Linked DNA regions of Sus scrofa: region 2 is linked to region 1. A link is a contact called in public Hi-C data. All regions are on one chromosome and are shown on one strand. The core of a region is the stretch at or near the end of the contact, and the rest is flanking DNA. Distances in the headings are between cores, read along the strand shown. Region 1 holds the start of HSP90AB1 (heat shock protein 90 alpha family class B member 1). Region 2 holds the start of CAPN11 (calpain-11).

Region 1 (5,658 bases), core at 1,568-4,067:
CCAGAGCCACAGCAACGCAGGATCCGAGCCGCGTCTGCAACCTACACCACAGCTCACGGCAACGCCAGATCGTTAACCCACTGAGCAAGGGCACGGATCGAACCCGCAACCTCATGGTTCTTAGTCGGATTCGTTAACCACTGCGCCACGACGGGAACTCCGGAAAAAGCATTCTTATCCATTAGCCACATGAAAACAAATGCCCCCAGCTGCAGACTACAGTTTGTGAGTGCTGCTTCTTCTGGCCACTCTCCAACAGCAGGTTGGGCTGGGTCTTTGAAGCTTGGTTGGGAAAAGGGTATCTTAGGAACATAAAGGATTGCAAGTGATGCTGGGAATAGGCCTCTGGAGATCCAGGGGGTTTAAGCCATCTTTAATAGCCCTCAGTGGCTTCCCTCATCCTAAGTTAAAGTCAGAACTGCTTAGCATGGCATTGTGGCCCTCTGTGACCTGACCTGGGAATGTGGGGCCACTTTCAGTCCCTGCCTCCCTGAGGTTCCTCTCTCAGTGCTGTGCCTTTCCATGCTTTTCCTCTGCTGGGAGTAGACCTGTGCCCCCGGGCCTGGCTAGCCCCGAGCCCGCCCTCTTCCCCAGGCCGTGCTGGGAAACTGATGCGTCTCCCAGGCTTCACACTTGGTCTGCTGCAGCTCCCCCCAGTGGGCTGAGGGTGCCTTGTCCTGTTTATGCATCTCTGCTTCCCCAGGCAAAGCTCACAGTGGGGGCTGAGTGAGTGTCAAAGAGCTGGAGAAACCATCCTGGAAGACTCCCAGAAGAGAAGGTAGGATTTCTGTGCTGGTGTAAGAGATTTGAGATTTTTCCCATTAGAACCCCCCCTGAGGAGTTCTGGTCCTGACAGGAGTGATTCTTGCTCCACCCTGGGCTTGGGTCCTGGGAGGGGAACCCGTCCCCACACCGTTTCTGGAGCAGGGAGCAAGGGCGTTAGGGGAGCATAGGCTCCGAGGTGACCCACCCTGCGGTACTCCCTGAAGCCTTCCTCTCCCGGTTCCTAGAACGCACAGACTCACTTTTACCCCTTCAGGCGGCAGGGGACAGTGAGCTGTGAATGCTCTATGTGAACCAGAGAGCAGGTGTTTGATTAGCTAGGCCCCTTCTGCCCAGAGGGAGGGAGGGTGTGTTGGGGGACGATGCTCCCCGTTTCCATCTTGGAACAGAGCATCCTGGGGCGTTCCTAGCAGCAGCACTCAGGCCCCTTCCCACATTCCTTGAGTTCTCCCAGCCACCGGCTTCTTCTAGACCAGAAGAGCAGTGGAAGAGTAAGGAGAGATGAAATCATGAAATCGGGGTAGGGGTGGCACGGGTGATGAAGTCAGGAGTGTGGGGCAAGGAAAAGGAACGCGAGGGTCCTTTGTTCTTTGGAGTTCAACAGCTGGACAAAGAAGTGCTACAAGACTGCACACCAGGGCTGCCGAGGGAGGTCTGCGGGTCGGAGGTATCCCTCTCCCAAGCATTCCAGGGGCGGACAAAGTGGGCCACGAAGGGAGTTGAGGGAGTTGCTGGGCATCCACAAGGTCACGGCGCAGGGAGCGGTCATTCTCTCCCGGAGGGGCTGTGGGGCGGGTGAGCTCCAGAGATGAGGCCTTGGAAAGGCGAGGACAGCGTACCCGCCCCGAAGGCAAGCAAAAGCGGCAGGGCCAGGCGAGGCAGCTGGGCCGGCGCTTGGCTTGGGGGCTCCGGCGCCGCAGCAGCTGAAGGGGAACAACCTGGTTCTGCCCGCCAGGAGCGAGCAGCCCTTTGGCCAGCATGAAGGCGCTGGTGTCTTCATGCCACCTCCTAGAACCCCCGCCACCCAGCGGGGGTCCCTGGAGATCCTCCCCTCCCCAGACCTAGACAGTTGCAGGAGGGGAAAGAATTTTTGTAAAAAGAAAAGGAAACCAGATTGTATGTGCATGCCCCTGCGTGCGACACGCGTGGGCGGCTGCAGAGGCTGGGGAGGGTTTCTCAGGTAGCGACGCCACCCTCAGTCTCGGCTCCGAAGGCGGTTCTCGCAGAGCCGCCCCAATAACCCGTGTGCTGTGTGACTGACGGGGGAGAAAGGGGGGATCATCCCTGTTCCACCCCACCCTGGACGCAATGCTGAGCGAGCTGGGTCTGGCGGGTGGCGAAGAGGGTGCCGGGTGTAGTTGCCCGCCAGCAACATAGGATCGAAGTTGCCCACCTCTCCCGGAGATTCAAGCATAACGTTGGAGAGGCGGAGCCGCCGCAGAGGCACAGCCCAGTCCGCAGAAAAAGGGGTGGAGCCCCAAGGGAAGAGGGCGGGGCGGGGCGGGACAGGACCGTAGAGGCGGATCTGGAAACTGCTGGAAGATCGCAGCACCGCCACTGTCGCTCCTTCCGCCGCTTGCAGACAAAGAGTGCCCTCCACACCCGAGCCGGCGACCTTCTAGCAGCGGAAGCCACGCCCCGCAGCGAGACGCTGGCACTGCCCATTGTCCCCTGGGAGTGCCAGGGTTCGCGGGCTGCCCAAAGTTCGGCTTCAAATTCCCCAGTGTCCCCGGAAAGGACCCTTTCCCCTTATTGGGCAGTAGGAATGTGTAAGGAAGATTGTAGCAGGGAGGGAGCATAGGTGGGAGTAGTTGGTCCCCTTTCAGGTGTTCCTCTGGGATTCTTTGGTGTGGAGGCACCTGCTCTACAGGTTTTTACTGAGGTCAGCGGGGATTCTGTTCCCTAGAGCCACGGCATTTGTCCTATGAGTATACCCAACATCTAGCTCTGGTGGTGTCCTGTCTTCAGGACGCGGAGATGGGACTAAGAAAAAGTCTACACATGCGCGCCCTTGCTCTTCACCGCCCCCTCCCCTATTTTGGACCATGACGTAAAGGTGGGCGGGCAGCGGCAGGTGCGGGGCTGACAGACAGCCTCCTTTAAGGCGGAGGGATCTGGGGGCGGGCAGCGAAGGTGTGCTTCGCCTTATATAAAGCGACTGGGGTCTCACAGCCGTTCTCTTGAGTCACCCCCCGCGCAGCCTTGTTCTGGCGTGAGAGCCGGAGGCAGTCCTTCCCCGCTCAGCTTTGTGGTGTTTGTGATCCTTATCCTTTAAGGTAAGGTTGCACTCTTAAGGCATTTCTGGTTAAATTTCAGGTTGCTTTCGTCCATTCTGTCCTTTCTGAGACCCAAGTTTTTGTCGTGCTGGGGCGGTTTGCTGGACAACGCTCCCAATTTTTTTAGAGGGTGGGTGGAAGGGAGCTCTCGAGTTTAGCTTTTCCTTCCATGCTTGGTGTCGGGCCTTCTAGGCGGCTGTTAGGCCTGGGCGAGTGGGGCTGGGGGACTGGGCGGCTACACGTGGTAGCCGCGCCGGCCCGGGACGCTGCCATGTTTGCCCCTCTACTTCCGGACGCGACTACGGGGCGCCAGAGGGTGGGCAAGGTTGGTGGGTGTGCGGGCCCGGTGTGACTCAGCACAGCATGGTTCTGGGTAGGTTTTGCCATCTCTTTTATAGAAGGGAGTTTTTCTAGTCCTTAGTGTGAGGGTTTGCGGCAAAGGATGCTTTGGAGCTCCAGTGGCCCATCGTGCTTCCTGCTTCGAGCTCATTCCTGCAGTCAGGGTGGAGGGGTAGCGGAGGAGGCAGGCTTGAGAATTTATGGGAGCATTTCTTCGTCGTCCTCTTTTCTCCCCGTTGGCTGGAATTGTTCTGGAAGGTTCTGGAACTCGGCGCCCCGCCCTGGTGCCCGGATGCTGAGGCGAAGGGAGGCTGCGCGGTGGCGCCCCCTCCTCGCGTGGTCCTGGCCGACGCATGTCCGGCATCGACGAGCGTCGGCCCCGCGGACTACGCCACCATCTTAGTTGTATTTGGTTTGGTCCTGTACCTCAGTCACGTGTGCTACAGGGACAGAGTGGAGCCTTTTGCTTTATCGGTTCTTTGTCTTAATGGCATCCCAAGTGGGTATCCCACGATTCTCTCGCGTTAGCCTCCCTTACCACGTGAGGTAGCAATTTCACATCTTCCTGGAGGTGAAGGGAGAGCAGTTTCAAATGATAGCCCCTTTAAGGTAAAACTGGTCTGTTTGGGGGGGGGGCTCCCTCCCCTCCACCAGAAATGGTAGAACCGTAGTTACTAATTTGTACATTTGAATATGTATGTAGGTCTTCTGCTTATTCACATTTAAGAAACCGGGGTTGGGCGAGGTACTCTGCATGCCTAAGAGATTACCAGGTGATGAGAGGCTGCTGATCCGTGGATGGATCGCCTAACATCCTAACAAAATGCTTAAGAGACCTTAAGGCATTTTGGGGGCTGTATTAGCAGCCCCCCCCCCCCCCGCCCCTCTTATTCTCAGACTGAGGGCGCAGCCTGAAGTCTTTAAAGGAAAGGTCTTGCATCTCAGTACTCGGTTCAGAACAACTTGAACTGAACCTCTTAGTGTCTTTATTGTAATTGGGGTGAACTTGAGTCCAAAGTTCTTCATCTCTCTTATTTTAGATGCCTGAGGAAGTGCACCATGGCGAGGAGGAAGTGGAGACTTTTGCCTTCCAGGCAGAAATCGCCCAGCTCATGTCTCTCATCATCAATACCTTTTATTCCAACAAGGAGATTTTTCTTCGGGAGTTGATCAGTAATGCTTCTGATGTGAGTTCCCTGAGCGTCTTCATTGGCATTTGTTTGTTTCTCGAGTACTTCAAAGAAGGAGAGGGGTGATTGGGCATTTTGTGGGTTTTATTTTTGAAGGGAATATAAACTTCAATTCTAAAAAGGTTTTGCCTTGCTTTATGTGGATAGATGGCGTACTCTAACTGGATGTACGTCTCAAGCTTCAAATGAAAGGGGTTATCAGAAATGAGGTTATCTGGGAGTAGGAAAAAACTTTTTCTATTGGATGAGGTGGAAGCAGAATTGTAAAACTGCAATTTGTATTTTCAGGCCTTGGACAAGATTCGCTATGAGAGCCTGACAGACCCTTCCAAATTGGACAGTGGTAAAGAGCTGAAAATTGACATCATCCCCAACCCCCAGGAGCGCACCCTGACTCTGGTAGACACAGGCATTGGCATGACCAAAGCTGATCTCATAAATAATTTGGGAACCATTGCCAAGTCTGGTACTAAAGCATTTATGGAGGCTCTTCAGGTATGTGGTATTTCAGCTAGGCATGCACCATTCATATTCATTGATGTTTAGTTTGCTGTTTCTTCAAAACTTGTGTTTGACTTTTTAAAACTTTTTGGTAGGCTGGTGCAGACATCTCCATGATTGGACAGTTTGGTGTTGGCTTCTATTCTGCCTACCTGGTGGCAGAGAAAGTGGTTGTGATCACAAAGCACAATGATGATGAACAGTATGCCTGGGAGTCTTCTGCTGGGGGCTCCTTCACAGTTCGTGCTGACCATGGTAGGCTGATTTTCCTGTTGGGTGTCGGGGATAGAATTCTGAGGGAACAGTGGTAAAGATCTTGAGCATTCTAATGGTGAGACATTGGTCTTTGTTGTTCAGCACTTAGTTTTCTTTTTCACTCCGTTTTGATTGACTTTCTAGGTGAGCCCATTGGCCGAGGTACCAAGGTCATTCTGCATCTTAAGGAGGACCAGACAGAATACTTAGAAGAGAGACGGGTGAAAGAGGTGGTAAAGAAGCACTCACAGTTCATAGGTTATCCCATCACACTTTATGTGAGTATGAACTGGTAACTCAATTGTCTGCTGCAG
Region 2 (5,658 bases), core at 1,653-4,152, 75 kb before region 1:
CCTAGCCTGGGAACTTCCATATGCCGCGGGAGCGGCCCTAGGAAAGGCAAAAAGACAAAAAAAAAAAAAAAAAGCACTGACTCCTGGGAGTTCCCCTTGTGGCTCAGCGGAAACAAATCTGACTGGTATCCATGAGGACGCGGGTTCAATCCCTGGCCTCGATCAGCGGGTTAAGGATCCCACATTGCTGTGAGCTGTGGTGTAGATTGCAGACGCAGTTCGGATCCAGCGTTCCCATGGCTGTGGTGTAGGCCAGCAGCTGTAGCTCCAATTTGACTCCTAGCCTGGGGCCCTCCGTATGCCATGGGTGCGGCCCCAAAAAAGCAAAAAATAAATGAAGCACTGACTCCTCAGAGAGCTTTCTGTGAGGCCAGGCATGGCTTTGCTGTGAGGGTTATGAGATAATGTTCAGGTGCTCGCTTGGCCCCGTGCCCAGCACATAGTAAACACCCAATAAATGTCAACTATAAAGAATACTGTGCTCGTTAATAGTACCTACAAAGCAGGTGTGGTTTTCCTCTTGTTATGGGTGAGGACACAGCTCAGGGAGGGTGTGGGCTTTGCCCGAGGATCTTGGGAAGGTTCTGAGCATCTCCCCTCACCGGCTCCCAGCTTGTCTGTCCTGACCCCAGGAGTGCCTGAGACCCTCCAGTTCAAATCCGCCCCATCCTCTAAGGTCCAACTCAAATTCACCTTCTCTAAGAAATATGCCATGGAGTTCCCATCGAGGCTCGATGGTTAACAAATCCAACTAGGAACCGTGAGGTTGCAGGTTCGATCCCTGACCTTGCTCAGTGGGTTAAGGATCCGGCATTGCCATGAGCTGTGGTGTAGGTCGCAGTTGCAGCTTGGATCCTTCATTGCTGTGGCTGTGGTGTAGGCCAGTGGCTACAGCTCCGATTAGACCCCTAGCCTGGGAACCTCCATATGCTGCAGGTGTGGCCCTGGAAAAAGACAAAAAAAAAAAGACAAAGAAAAAAAGGAAAGAAATATTCCATGACCATTCTAGCCCACCCTCCAGAGGCCTACCAATCCACGTGGTCACATACAGTGTAGACAGCATACACAGCATGTACAGCAGGAGGCAGTCTACCTGGACACCAGTCCTGGTTCTGCTGCTCACTTGGTGCACGTCCCCAGGGGAGCCTCTTCTCCCCTCAGGACATGTTTCCGCATCAGTAAAATCAGGGGGCATGAGCAGGTGACCCCTAAGGCCCTAGAGCATCCTGCCCACCTGCCTCCCACCGTCCATCAGGAGGACCCAAGAAAGAAAGAGAGTGGGGGAACTCCCAGAGGGAGGGGAGACCTCAGAGGAGGCAGAGAAGGAGGAAGAGAAGAGACAGGTACTCAGGTACCAAAAAGGCTGCAGACTGTCAACATGAATTGGCCAACAGTCCGGACAGCAAACAGGGAAAAGCCTGATAAAGGCTGCCTGGGTGTCCTGGATGTCAGATCCATAGTCTTGTGAAATGTGGACTCTCGGGGGGGGGGGGGTCCCAAAGTCCAGGGGCTGGAGGAGGAGTGGCCGAGCCAAGGGCCCCGGAGAGCAGAGAGCCCACTGGCTGGTGGGCAGAAATTGGCTGAGTTTCCGGCAGGGAGCTCGCACAGCAGTCCCCTGAGGCCGCAAACAGCAGTCGCACACTTGATCCCTCCATCTAACTGTCCAGAGGACCTACTGTGCACCAGTGACACAGTGGGGAGCAGGGCTGCCTCCTGGGCACCCGCAGCTGAGCGGACAAGCTGCACCCGCAGCTGAATGGACAAGAGTTGGGAGCACTCACTCGGTCCAGCGCTGTTTTTAGCACTTTCTACACGTGAACTACATACAGGCAGACCTCAGCCATGTGGGTTCCCTTCCAGGCCACCACAATAAAGTGAATATTGCAATAAATCATGTGATTTGGAGGTGGGGTTCCAGTGCACATGAAAAGTTTACGATGTCCTCTATTAAGTGTGCAATACCACGGTCTTTAAAAAATGTATATACTGGAGTTCCCATCATGGCACAGTGGTTAAAAAATCCGACTAGGAACCATGAGGTTGCGGGTTCGATCCCTGGCCTTGCTCAGTGGGTTAAGGATCCGGCGTTGCCATGAGCTGTGGTGTAGGTCTCAGATGTGGCTTGGATCCCGTGTTCCTATGGCTGTGGTGTAGGCCAGCAGCTGTAGCTCCCATTCGACTCCTAGCCTGGAAACTTCCATATGCTGTGGGTGTGGCCCTAAAAAGCAAAAAAAAAAAGGAGAGGGGTTCCCACTGTGGTGCAGTGGGTTAAGAATGCAATTGCAGTGGCTCAAGTTGCTGCAGAGGCACAGGTTTAATCCCCAGCCTGGCACAGTGGGTTGAAAGGACCAGCATTGCCACAGCTGAGGCGTTCGGTCACAGCTGCAGTTTGAATTCAGCCCAGGGAACTTCCATATGCCTTGGGCACGACCGTAAACATTTAAAAACAATACTACTAAAAATAAGAAGGGGAGAGAGACACACAGAGGAGGCCATGTGAAGACACAGAGATGCACAGGGATTGCCTGTTGGTGGCTTCTGGAAACTTATCAAGATAAGAGGTCCGTTGGGGTGTCAGCTCCTTCCTGGAAGCCTCGGGGAGAAGGAGAGGGACTCAGACTCATCCTGATTGGATGATGTGGTGAGGACAGCCAGCCTGGTAGTGGCCTCCGGGGTGGGGGTGCTGGGTCACCCTGTCCCCGTAGGAAGATGGCCCTTGGACTTGTGGGTGGGGACGGGGCTGGAAAGGGGCCAAGTTAGGGAGAGCGCCAGCCTGAGGGACCCAAGTGGGAAAGGGCAGCGGTTAACCTGCCGCTGTAATTGGAGAGTTCCGGGTGAGGGTGGTGTCCTCCAGCCCCTCCCCCAGCATCTTCAACTGTCAAGCACTGTGCCAGCCAACAGCATGCTGCCCTCCCCAGGTAGGCGCTGATGGGGTTTGTCCTACTGCTGTGCCTGGCAGACCTGGGCCTCCCCCCAGGGAAAGGGCTGTGTCCCCCTCTGTCACACTGGATGCTCCCAAGGCACGGGAACTGGGCCTCTCCCGCAGCCAACTCGGGAAAGAACAGGCGGTGGCTGGTCAGACCTTTGGGAGCCCAACCTCCTTGTTTCCACCGAGTGTTGGCGATGAGGAGAGGAGGGGGGCAGCCACCCCGATGTCCCAGTCTGGGCACCAGGCTTGTGGGACAGAACCTCCAGGGGCCATTAAGAGAAATAAGGGGGGAGTTCCCGTCGTGGCGCAGTGGTTAATGAATCTAACTAGGAACCATGAGGTTGCGGGTTCGGTCCCCGCGCTTGCTCAGTGGGTTAACGATCCGGCGTTTCCATGAGCTGTGGTGTAGGTTGCAGACGCGGCTCGGATCCCGCGTTGCTGTGGTTCTGGCGTAGGGCGGTGGCTACAGCTCTGATTGGACCCCTAGCCTGGGAACCTCCATATGCTGCGGGAGCGGCCCAAGAAATAGCAAAAAGACAAAAAAAAAAAAAAAAGAGAGAGAGAAATAAGGGGCACCCTAGCCTCAGTCTCTGGGCTTCTTGGGGACGGGGGACAAGAGGAAGACCCCAAACCCAGTCCGGGCAACACCTTTGTTTCCTCTCTGCTCCGGAAGTTGAGCTGTCACTTAATCAACAGGTCCCCATCTGATGGGGAGACGACATGTACGCCTGGGACAGAAAGTGCCCCCGTATCCATTCACTCCCTGTTTTCACACATGCCCTGCCCATCGGCCTCCCGACACCCGACCCCAACCCCGCCAACCAGTCTTGTCTGTCTGTCCATCAGTCTCAGTGTGTCCACGATATGCGTGAGCCCACCCTGCCAGCCGCTGAGTCAGGAGCGCAGAGGGTGGCCTGAGTATGCAGGACCTTAGGCAGGTTCGGAGTCAGGACAGTGAGTAAGGACTCCTGGGCTGGGCGATGGTCCAGGGACAGAGAACTCCAGGGAGATGAGGGAGGCGACATTTAATCCTCATCAACTTGAGACCATGATGTACGTGGACATCCACCCCTTCAGTGGTCCTTCTGGACTCCCATCCTGCGGGCTTGGCACACTCACTTCTGGGGGCAGCCAGGCAGAGGCCTCGGACAGCCCCGGGGGCAGGGACAGGTACAGACGGTTCCCCTGCTGGTGGGGCCTTGGCCCATTCTCTTGACCCAGATTTCTCACTCTTCACACTTGACATTTGGGGACAAGATATTTCTTCGTCGCGGGGGCTGTCCTGTGCACTGTGGGATGTTCAGCAGCATCCCTGGCCTCTGCCTACTGGATGCCAGTCGCCTCCCCTGCCCCACACCCCAGTCAGGACAAGCAAGATTGTCCTTAGACAGGAGTTCCCACTGTGGCACATAGGGATTGGCCCAGTGGATTGGGGATCCGGTGTTGCCAAAGCTGTGGCTTAGGTCACAACTGTCTCTCAGATCTGATCCCTGGCCCAGGGACTCTGTATGCCATGGGGTGGTCAAATTAAAAAAAAAAAAAAAAAAAAAAAGGAGTTCCCATCGTGGCGCAGTGGTTAACGAATCCGACTAGGAACCATGAGGTTGCGGGTTCGATCCCTGCCCTTGCTCAGTGGGTTAACGATCCGGCATTGCCGTGAGCTGTGGTGTAGGTTGCAGACGCGGCTCGGGTCCCGCGTTGCTGTGGCTCTGGCGTAGGCCGGTGGCTACAGCTCCGATTCAACCCCTAGCCTGGGAACCTCCATATGCTGTGGGAGCGGCCCAAGAAATAGCAACAACAACAACAAAAGACAAAAAAAAAAAGTCCCTAGACATCACCCAAGTGCTTCCTGGGGCGTGACTACCCCCTCTCCTCAGGGAGAAGCACTGACTTATCCTCTCTGGGAACCATAAGACCAAGCTGGCCAGGAACAGTCACTCCTGCCCTGCTGGCAATGCTGGCTGAGGATGAAGATGGGGAGATGGTGTTAGGTCCCCTGGCCCGACCTTCCTGCCAGAGAGAGGCACCTCCCTCAAGGGCAGGGAGGGATGAAGCTCACAAGCCTAGCTTGGGTCTGCAGTCAGGCTCAGTCCACCCCCACCCTCTCCCTGGGATCGTGGGCAGCTATGAAGCTCAGGGCTCCAGCTTCCTGTGCTGGTAGCTGTGGGCATGCCCAGCACAGAGCAGGCCCTCTGGACTGTCAGCCCTGCTGTTCTAACCCTGCTCCTGGCCTGTCAGCTCAAGGGAGATGCTCAGCTGAGACCCCCAGCTCCCATCTCTGAGGAACGCAGCCCTCTGGGGGGGTCCAATCCAGTCTCCCCTCCGGACAGCCCAGGAGCCCCCTGCCCCTCTGCAGCCGCTCTCTTTGCCTCGCTCTGGATTCCTCTCACACCCCAGCCTCAAGTGGACTCTGTTTAGCCTAGACCACATCCTTTCTCTTTTGCTCCTAAGCACGTCCTTATTCCAGAGGCAGCTGAGAATGTGGGGAGTCCAGGGGACCAGCCTGTGTGGCGTAGGACTGGAGATTCAGGGTGGACCTCGGCTCTGGGGCCTTACCTCCTCTTCCCCCTCCTCGGCATTCACCCCCCGGGTCCACTGTTGGAGTCAGTCCCGTGGGAGTCTGGGGGCAATACTCAGGAAGGATGGAAGAGGTCACAGTTGCTCTGGGACAGGAGGGTCCTGGTCCCCTGCCACCCACTGGCCTGGGATCTGTTGGCCCGTCTGACTGT

Evidence for each region. A called contact is a pair of places that touch in the nucleus more often than the background predicts.
Region 2: a contact with region 1 is called in a Hi-C map of liver, with 2.0 times the contacts expected there. The contact joins the promoter of CAPN11 here to the promoter of HSP90AB1 in region 1. A contact is called at or near these places in 3 of 5 promoter capture datasets (fetal liver, liver and skeletal muscle), 30 of 47 Hi-C or Micro-C datasets (adipose tissue, alveolar macrophages, blood and 15 more) and 2 of 2 datasets of contacts at active chromatin or transcription factors (alveolar macrophages and skeletal muscle).

The regions. Positions count from the first base shown.
Region 1 is chr7:39,240,957-39,246,614 of Sscrofa11.1, forward strand. HSP90AB1 (heat shock protein 90 alpha family class B member 1) reads left to right here and starts at 2,818. Exons shown (of 12, transcript NM_001244433.1): 1 at 2,818-3,059; 2 at 4,439-4,585; 3 at 4,877-5,083; 4 at 5,185-5,344; 5 at 5,489-5,622. The coding sequence starts at 4,439.
Region 2 is chr7:39,166,089-39,171,746 of Sscrofa11.1, forward strand. It overlaps CAPN11 (calpain-11), which reads left to right and starts at 2,903. Exons shown (of 22, transcript XM_021100038.1): 1 at 2,903-2,918. The coding sequence starts at 2,903.